Regions from separate parts of the Rattus norvegicus genome. Here region 2 is linked to region 1. A link is a contact called in public HiChIP or PLAC-seq data. All regions are on one chromosome and are shown on one strand. Each heading gives the region's core, a stretch centred on a gene start, on an enhancer-like site or on the middle of the called end of the contact. The rest is flanking DNA. Distances are from core to core; before and after follow the strand shown. Region 1 overlaps Sox5 (SRY-box transcription factor 5). Region 2 overlaps Sox5 (SRY-box transcription factor 5).

The links. HiChIP or PLAC-seq counts read pairs in DNA pulled down with a chosen protein or histone mark.
Region 2: an H3K27ac HiChIP or PLAC-seq map of oligodendrocytes shows a contact between it and region 1, with 4 times the contacts expected there. The contact joins two enhancer-like sites. A contact is called at or near these places in 2 of 12 Hi-C or Micro-C datasets (Schwann cells and mammary epithelial cells) and 1 of 1 datasets of contacts at active chromatin or transcription factors (oligodendrocytes).

What each region holds. Positions count from the first base shown.
Region 1 is chr4:178,734,235-178,738,082 of GRCr8, forward strand. The region is part of intron 3 of Sox5 (SRY-box transcription factor 5); the gene reads right to left. Among named protein-coding and RNA genes, the nearest start is that of Sox5, 150 kb to the right of the region's middle. Within about 2 kb of position 1,722, at least 50 of the 93 cell types and tissues checked have an H3K27ac peak or open chromatin away from gene starts, as enhancers often do. A contact at or near this core is called in Schwann cells, where this site is marked.
Region 2 is chr4:178,860,408-178,864,386 of GRCr8, forward strand. All of the region lies in intron 1 of Sox5 (SRY-box transcription factor 5), which reads right to left. Among named protein-coding and RNA genes, the nearest start is that of Sox5, 28 kb to the right of the region's middle. Within about 2 kb of position 2,229, at least 34 of the 93 cell types and tissues checked have an H3K27ac peak or open chromatin away from gene starts, as enhancers often do. A contact at or near this core is called in Schwann cells, where this site is marked.

The DNA of each region.
Region 1 (3,848 bases), core at 472-2,971:
GCATGTGGCTCCCAGGGAAGTTCTTATAACGAGATAGCTGGGTCTATTTTTCCCATTAAAGCCTCCTTGTGAATTGTCTGTAGTTCTTCCTCTCACACATTTCCAGCTAACTGCCCCCTCTGTACTTAACGTTTGCTGAACAATAGCCAGGCCCCCTTTCAATGGTTAATTTTCTATAACACCCATTTGCTTCCTTCTTTTATGTCAGGATGCCTCGCTTGGCATCAAATCCACTCCCTACCCATTCCCTTGTCCTATCTCTTTCCTCCCCACAGAGCACTATCTCCTAACCCTCCAAGTTGGTCTGACTCACATTGGGTCAAAATTATTAGAAGTTCTCAGCAGCTCCCAACAGGAGGCTAATCAGTTACCTAAAACAAAACATGGAGGGATCCAGGCTGCTACTGAACCTCAAAGTGCAATGGTCACTCAAAGGAGAAGACTCTGACAGTCCTGAATGAACTGTGACCCTGTGGTGTTAAATTCTCGCCTCTCTCTCTCTCTCTCTCTCTCTCTCTCTCTCTCTCTCTCTGTCTGTCTCTCCCTGTCTGTCTCTGTCTGTCTCTCTGTCTGTCTCTGTCTCTCTCTCTGTCTCTGTCTCTCTCTCTATCTCTCTGTCTCTGTCTCTCTGTCTCTCTCTGTGTGTGTGTGTGTGTGTGTGTGTGTGTGTGTGTGTGTGTGTGTGTGTGCATGAGAGGTGGGGGAAGAGCATGTGTGTTTATATATTCTAGATGTGAGAGGTAGAACCAGGGAGAGGTATCAAGATACACACACACACACACACACACACACACACACACACACACACACGATGTACATACACTCAAAATCCCTGCTAAATTCTCTATTTCAGAATATTTTTGCATGTGTTTCTTTACTATTGTGCTTTTTGCTTTGTTTTCTGATTCACACCCTTGGTGACATGTCGCAGGCTGCATGCAGAAACAACATCACATAAGAGCCTCATTGGACAGGGATCGGACTCAGGTTTCTCAGACCATCACCTAACTGGCAAATATGGCACGTCTGTCAGACATTTCCTTATGAAGCCCTCTTTCTGAGAAGACTGAGCATTCTTCAGAACAGACATTGGAATCTGAGGCTTAGCTAAGTTTCCTCTGAGTTTTACTAGATCCAAGTCAGTGAGTGGCTAGTCTCCTGGCTGGACTCCAGTGTGTTTAGCCAGAGTGGAGGGGTGCTTGCTTCACAAAGTTAAACACATAACAGGTTTGTAAACACACTATATCTTTCAGGCATAATAGAGTGCTTGGCAAAACCCGCCCTCTTAGGTCACGGATTTTCACAGGAGTTGAGAGGAAACGCAAGCACACCGTCTCCAGAAATCCGTGTTCATGAATGCACTTAGATATGCAACGTCTCCATATGTATCATGTTCCACGGGGCACGACGGAGGTTCGCTTGTTATCTAGAGGCAGATTCTATATCGCTCCGTATGTTTACTTAACTCTCCCCACTGACTCCCCTACCTCCACATAAGGAAAGATGGAGAGAAAGCTAAGAACTCTGCATCGGCTTACCCACAGATCTGCTACACTGCCTCCCTGTTCCTATTTTCTTTATTTGTGTAGCTGTTAGACATTTTTGCAGAGGAGGAGAGCAGCAGCCAGGCTCGCACAACAAAAGACCTACTGTCACAGAGCCAGCCTCAGACATGGTGGAAACCGGCCCACAGGAAAAGGCCTGGCTCCAGTATTAGGCCCCGGCCGAGTACAGTCACCTATATTCAGTCAAATTGGCAACAGGTCTCAGTGTTCCTGGCTTTGAGCTGTGAACAAGGGTCGGGATTGAATAACCAATTACACAACCGCTGACTGAGTTTACTCAAGGTTTGCAAACTGCTATAATAGCCCAGTATTCAGGCAACTGTTTCATCCCCAGCCAGGTGCGGTGTCATATCTACCCCCGAGTTCCATTTACATGTCACCGTATCACATACGTCCATCAAAAAGGTTAATACAGTGTCGCACTCGACGCTTAAATGAGGGGCTCTGCCTCTCCACTGGGCACTTCACGCCGACACCTCTCTTTGTCTCTCGCTCTCCCTCTGCAAGTTAAACCAAGTTTCTGTCAGAGCTACAAAATGGAGCTTGAAAGAACAGTAGCTAACTGTCGACAGTTTTCCAAAACACTGCTTCCACTAATCGGCTGTTTGAATCACCTCGGTATACCAAGAATGTGACAGTCCTGCAACTTGGCTACTCACAGAGGTACCCAAACCTGAGGCATTCCTATTGACTCACCCAGAAGCTTGTCCTCCTCCTCTGCCAAAGTGAGCAGAAAGCATCTCACTCAACATTCGGGGGATCTCAGTGTTCCCAGTGTATCTCAATGCCCGTCTGTCTTTAGACAGACTGGTGAGATGGAGCTAAACTTCCGAAATGGAATTCCAAGAAGTATTCCTAGATATCCACACAGCTGACATCATGGGATGAGTGGCTCTGAGCTGATAACCAGACTGACAGACACGGAGACATGAAGGGCTATCAGACTGCTGGAACAGAGTTGGCGAGTTTCGAGATCCTGGTCTTTACGTTTGAATCGTAACCCCTGCTCACATGGGCAGGTCATTGGGAGATAATCTAATCTTCACCTGAGGTTACTCATCTTTAAAATGGTCAACGTGGATTCTGAAGTTTTTCCCTGAGAATCATAAAATACTCGAGAAGGCACAGTGAGTGGAGAGTCCGTCCATGCTCATATAAAGGACGATGAATGCTGTTATGGTGGGGTCCAAGATACTGAGAGAATGTATGGACTTGTTGGGATCTAATAAAAATCCCACTGGGGCTGGGGATTTAGCTCAGTGGTAGAGCACTTACCTAGGAAGCTCAAGGCCCTGGGTTCGGTCCCCAGCTCCGAAAAAAAGAACCAAAAAAAAAAAAAAAAGTAAAAATCCCACTGGGATTCTTCATACAAAGAGGAAGAATAATCCCAAATTCAAAGAGAACTGAAAATGAGACAAAACCACTCTGAGATAAAACCTAACTGGGAGTCATTAGAGCCCCCGAGTTAAGATTACATGATAAGGCTATTAAATCCCAATAATTATACACAAAATACATGGAGAATGAAATCCATCATAAAGCCCTCGCAACAGTGAAGTACGCGTGGTGAGCTAGGATCTGACAGCCACTGTGCAGCAAAGGCAGACTCTCTAAGGGATGGCGTTGCAGAGAGTGGATTTTCACACCCGAAGAGCGCAGTTAGATCTTTATGCTACACCACACATGACAAAACTCTGAACACAAGCAGCTCTTTGACACGGACCTTGGCAGTAATTTCCTCAAACTCACACCCGAATCTCGGACAGTTGAAAATGAGTCACTAGGAATACAAAGAAGCAACAAAGATTTTTCCTATCCTAGGAAGCAACTGAAAAAGCAAAACCAAGCCAAAAGAATGAGGAAACCTATGGATTGGGAAATACCCTACAAACCTATATCCAAGATCGTATCAAAATCCATGTAATCAATAGCATGAAGGCATGAAACCTGATCGAGAGGTGGACAAGGGTCAGAGGTGGGAAGGCTGAGAGAGGGTTCAGAGACTGGCACTGGCCCTTCCTGGGAAGAACCAAGTTCCCACCCCAGTGACGTATAACTCTCTAAACTCTCTATAGCCTATATCTGTAGCCTATGCATCCTGCTGCCCTCCAAAGGCACCGAGCACTCACATGGTGCATACACATACATAGATGCAGGCAAACAGTCATATACACAAAGGGGAAATAACGGAGAAAGTCGTGCCACACTCCCTGGCATCACAGAATTACAAATCCACTAAGGGATTATAACTCAAGTCTGTGATCATGGTTATTACCAAACGTA
Region 2 (3,979 bases), core at 979-3,478, 130 kb after region 1:
TGTTTCACATTCATAAATCCTGGAGAGAGCAAGAGCGAGAGCGAGAGCGAGAGCGAGAGAGAGAGAGAGAGAGAGACTGACAGACAGACAGACAGACAGAGACAGAGAGACAGAGGGAGAGACAGAGAAAGAGATAGATACATAGATACATACATAGATACATACATAGATACATACATACATACCACACCTACAATAATACACAAGCATATGTAATATTAAGATAATAAATAGAAATTTGTCAATATAAAGACATCAGTAGAAATAAATGTTTTTAATGACTTGTCATTTAGTTTTAGTTTAGCTGCAATATAATTTCCTAATTTTCAGAAGTTTGTGTCTCAGAAACATCCCTCAATGTACTTTTTCATTCGAGCAATAAACTTTCTTGTGTCTTGTGGAACTTACAGTGTTCCGGTACGTAAACTCAGTTCTCTATAGAAACAGCCGGCTGGTTCTGAAGATTCACTTTCCCACATGGGTGATGATGATGTGATGATGATGGTGGTGGTGGTGGTGGTGGTGGTGGTGGTGGTGGTGGTGGTGGTGGTGGTGGTGGTGGTGGTGGTGTTTCCCCCCTAGCTCTCTCACTCTCCCTTCTGGCCCAGGTCTACACCGAGCACAGGTCAGGCAGACTGCATTAGAAATAGCATCTCAGGGTAGCGGGGGCGGGGGTAAGAAGAAGAAACAGCATCTCCCATGACTGTTTCTCCCTATCTCAGGAGGAACAGAGAGAGGAGAGCAGGAACAGTACTGGTCAGCTGTGGGGCATCTTTCCGTGAAACAGGCCTGCTCCAAAGTAAGTCCTGGAGAACAAGTAAGCTAGGAAACACTTCTGAAGAATCATACCTACTGCCGACTTTTCCACAGTTAAATGTATAGTTTAATGTGATTTTTTTATCTTTTTGCTTTTTGAAGCTGGCTTTCATATATCCCAGGCTGACCTCACATCAATGTATAGCTAAGGATGGCTTTGAACTTCAGACCCTCCTGTTTCTACTCCTGAGTTCTGGGCCTGTACCCGGGGAGGGAGCTTTATGTTTTGAGGCGCATGGAGCACAGGGCCCAATGGAAGCTAAGCAAGGACTCTTCCATATCTCAGGCCTCGAAGGGCAGGGCATTTAAGGCATCAAATATGAACTCAACACTATTGAGAGTGACCGTGTCCTCTTCTTTTTTTTTTTTTTTTTTTTTTTGGTTCTTTTTTTCGGAGCTGGGGACCGAACCCAGGGCCTTGCGCTTCCTAGGTAAGCGCTCTACCACTGAGCTAAATCCCTAGCCCCCCCCCCCCCCCCCCCCCCCCCCGTGTCCTCTTCAAAAGGGGCACTGTTTATAAAAGACGCTGATCAAGGCTAGGGGCAGACGTGGGGCCCGCAGGTCCTATTCTTGGGTGGACTGGGCGTGTGATGCACAAAATAGTTACTATGTTGCAATCCCAATTATCTCCAACAGTGATTTCATTTGCAGTCAGAAACAGTTCCGATATCCAATCCTCCTACTTCCTACATTCTTTCAAAGCAAACTTAAGTTAAAATGGACTCTGGCCTGCCAGAGGAACCTAATAAAGAAGTATAAAATAATCAGCAGGAGAGGAGCGTCAATCAGAGGGGGCTGAGCGTGATTAAATAGGGGCATTTTAGAAACCTCAAATTTCCGTTCATAAGGAGAATTCAAAGCAGCCGTTCAACCCTTGCACAATGCCTACCCTAGGAATTAAAAAAAAAAAAACCAAAACAGGCAAATTATGGAAGCAGAAGGACTATTTCCCTGAGACCTCCAAGTTGATATGACCTTAAAAAACTAGTAGTCCAAAGACAAAATTTTACATTTTCATATCGTGCCACAGACTGAAACAACAATTAGTATTCTAGTGTTGGGTCCTCTGTTTTTAGACAAGAAGCAGAGGCGTTTCCTTTAGAAGCAAAGGTCTTAGGGGACATGTCTGTCACAGCAGTTATTTTCTGTCTCACTTGTTGGCAAACTTACATTTCAAAACAACAACAAGAACGAGCCGCCTCGGCTCTCTGTAAACCAAGGAGGTAGAAACAAAAAATATTTCAAAGCAAGAAAGCAAACAGACTGTAAGGACGGCAACTCAGACCGAAGGCATCTGCTCTCCAACTCACAGCCCCTGCCGCCCAGCCTTGCTACAATCTTACAGATTTTCCTGGGAGATGTTGCCATTTTAGCTTTTGTTTTTCCCGGAGTTCTGGCAAAACCCATTGCTGCAGGCAAAGCGGCAGAGCCACCAGCAAGATCCAAACCGGAAGCGAGGAAAGCTGTTCTATCTTTTCCTTCCCTCAACTCCATTACTAATTTATTTTTTTTCCAAAGTAAAACTCCCTCACTCTATCCAAAACAGCAATCCCTAACTCTCAAGACTGTAAGAATTGTTTCAAAGAATAAAACGGGACTGATCCCAGCCTCTACCACTAAGAAATGCACTACTGAAAACCCTGAACAAATTTTCGCCGGGCTCCCCAGTTCTGTCAGACAGGAAGCTAGTGAGTGTGTGGCTCTTTAAAATAAAAGACCAAAGGGACCTTTGTTCTGGCCCCTAGCATACCTCCTCCTGAATTCCACCCAGTGTGATGGCTGCCAGCACTGCTTCCTGTTCAGCCTTGATTAAAAAAGAAAAGGAAGAGAAAAGAAAGAAAAAAAATAGCAAAGAACGAAATATCTAATGCAGTCTGCCACTGATGACCAATCTATCCTTCAGCATGCAGAAATATCACTGAGATGACTTTGGAATCCACAGCCACATCCCTCTTAAACGTAAAATTGTCAACTCACAAAATAAACCTTAGATTTGGTATAGAAACAACACAGCAACAACACATCTCTCCACTCGTATAAATACGAAGATTGGAACAGAATGTCTGTTCTCATGGCCATTGACACAAATCTCTCTCTCTCCCTCTCTTCCTCTCTCCCTCTCTCGTTTTCTCTCTCTGGTTTCCTATGTTTGCATCCCATGTGTAGTTGTCAGGGGAGCAGATTTGTGAGACGGCAGAGAGAGTGAGACCCTGGGGGCACAGTGTTCATCACATGCACAGGTGACACTGGTCACATACGTTGTGCACTAATGATGTTCAGCGTCCATCAAATCCATAGCAAGCTTTAAGGCTGATACACTTGGTAAGACATTCTGGCGCCTTGATATTGTGGCACGTGGAAATGAAGACAGATGATTCTTCAGTTATGCACCCACCAGCTCACAAGTAAGCAGAAACTCTGCTCAAATGTGTGTTTCTGAGGAGAAAGGCAGGTTGTGTGGAAGTTACAGAGAGAATACGCCACCCTTCCTATTCCATTGAGGGAAGTATTTCAAAAGACAATGAGATGTCTATTGATACGTTGATAAACAAATACAGATTATAAACAAAGAAATAGACAGTAGCTGTAGACTAGCGTACAGGTGGGAACTGACAAAAATACCCAGATACATGTTATCCCCAGAAGCCGAGTTCTAACTAAATGTATACCATTGAACTCCAAGTTGTATCGAGCACTATACCTGAAGAGGGTCCTGCACTCCTTGAATTGCTGAAATCACTGAGTGGTACCACAACAAGAGATCATAAGCCTAGATCCTGTGACCCACTCTGTGCTCTAAGTTCAAAGGCTCATCCTTCCCACACACCCCAAGCCTTCTAAGCTCAAAGATTCCATCCCCCATCCCAATTCTCGCCCCAGCCATCCAAACTGTCCACTTGTAGCACAATGTTTTGGGCATGCCTTAATCAGGATAGCCTCTTACCTCATCTTCCTATGCACAATTGTTCTCTCGACTGTCCCTCCTTCCTTTCTTTACCAAGTACTCTACAGCTCTTTGGTCCTCTCTGGGTCTCAACCTAGAGTCTTTATGTCCTCTAAGTCTCCACAACAATCTGTGGGTATCTCTTATGGGTAACATAGTCTGTGGCATTTACTTCCACAATTCTACTCTCACCAAGATAGGTTCAGAATGAGGATTCTC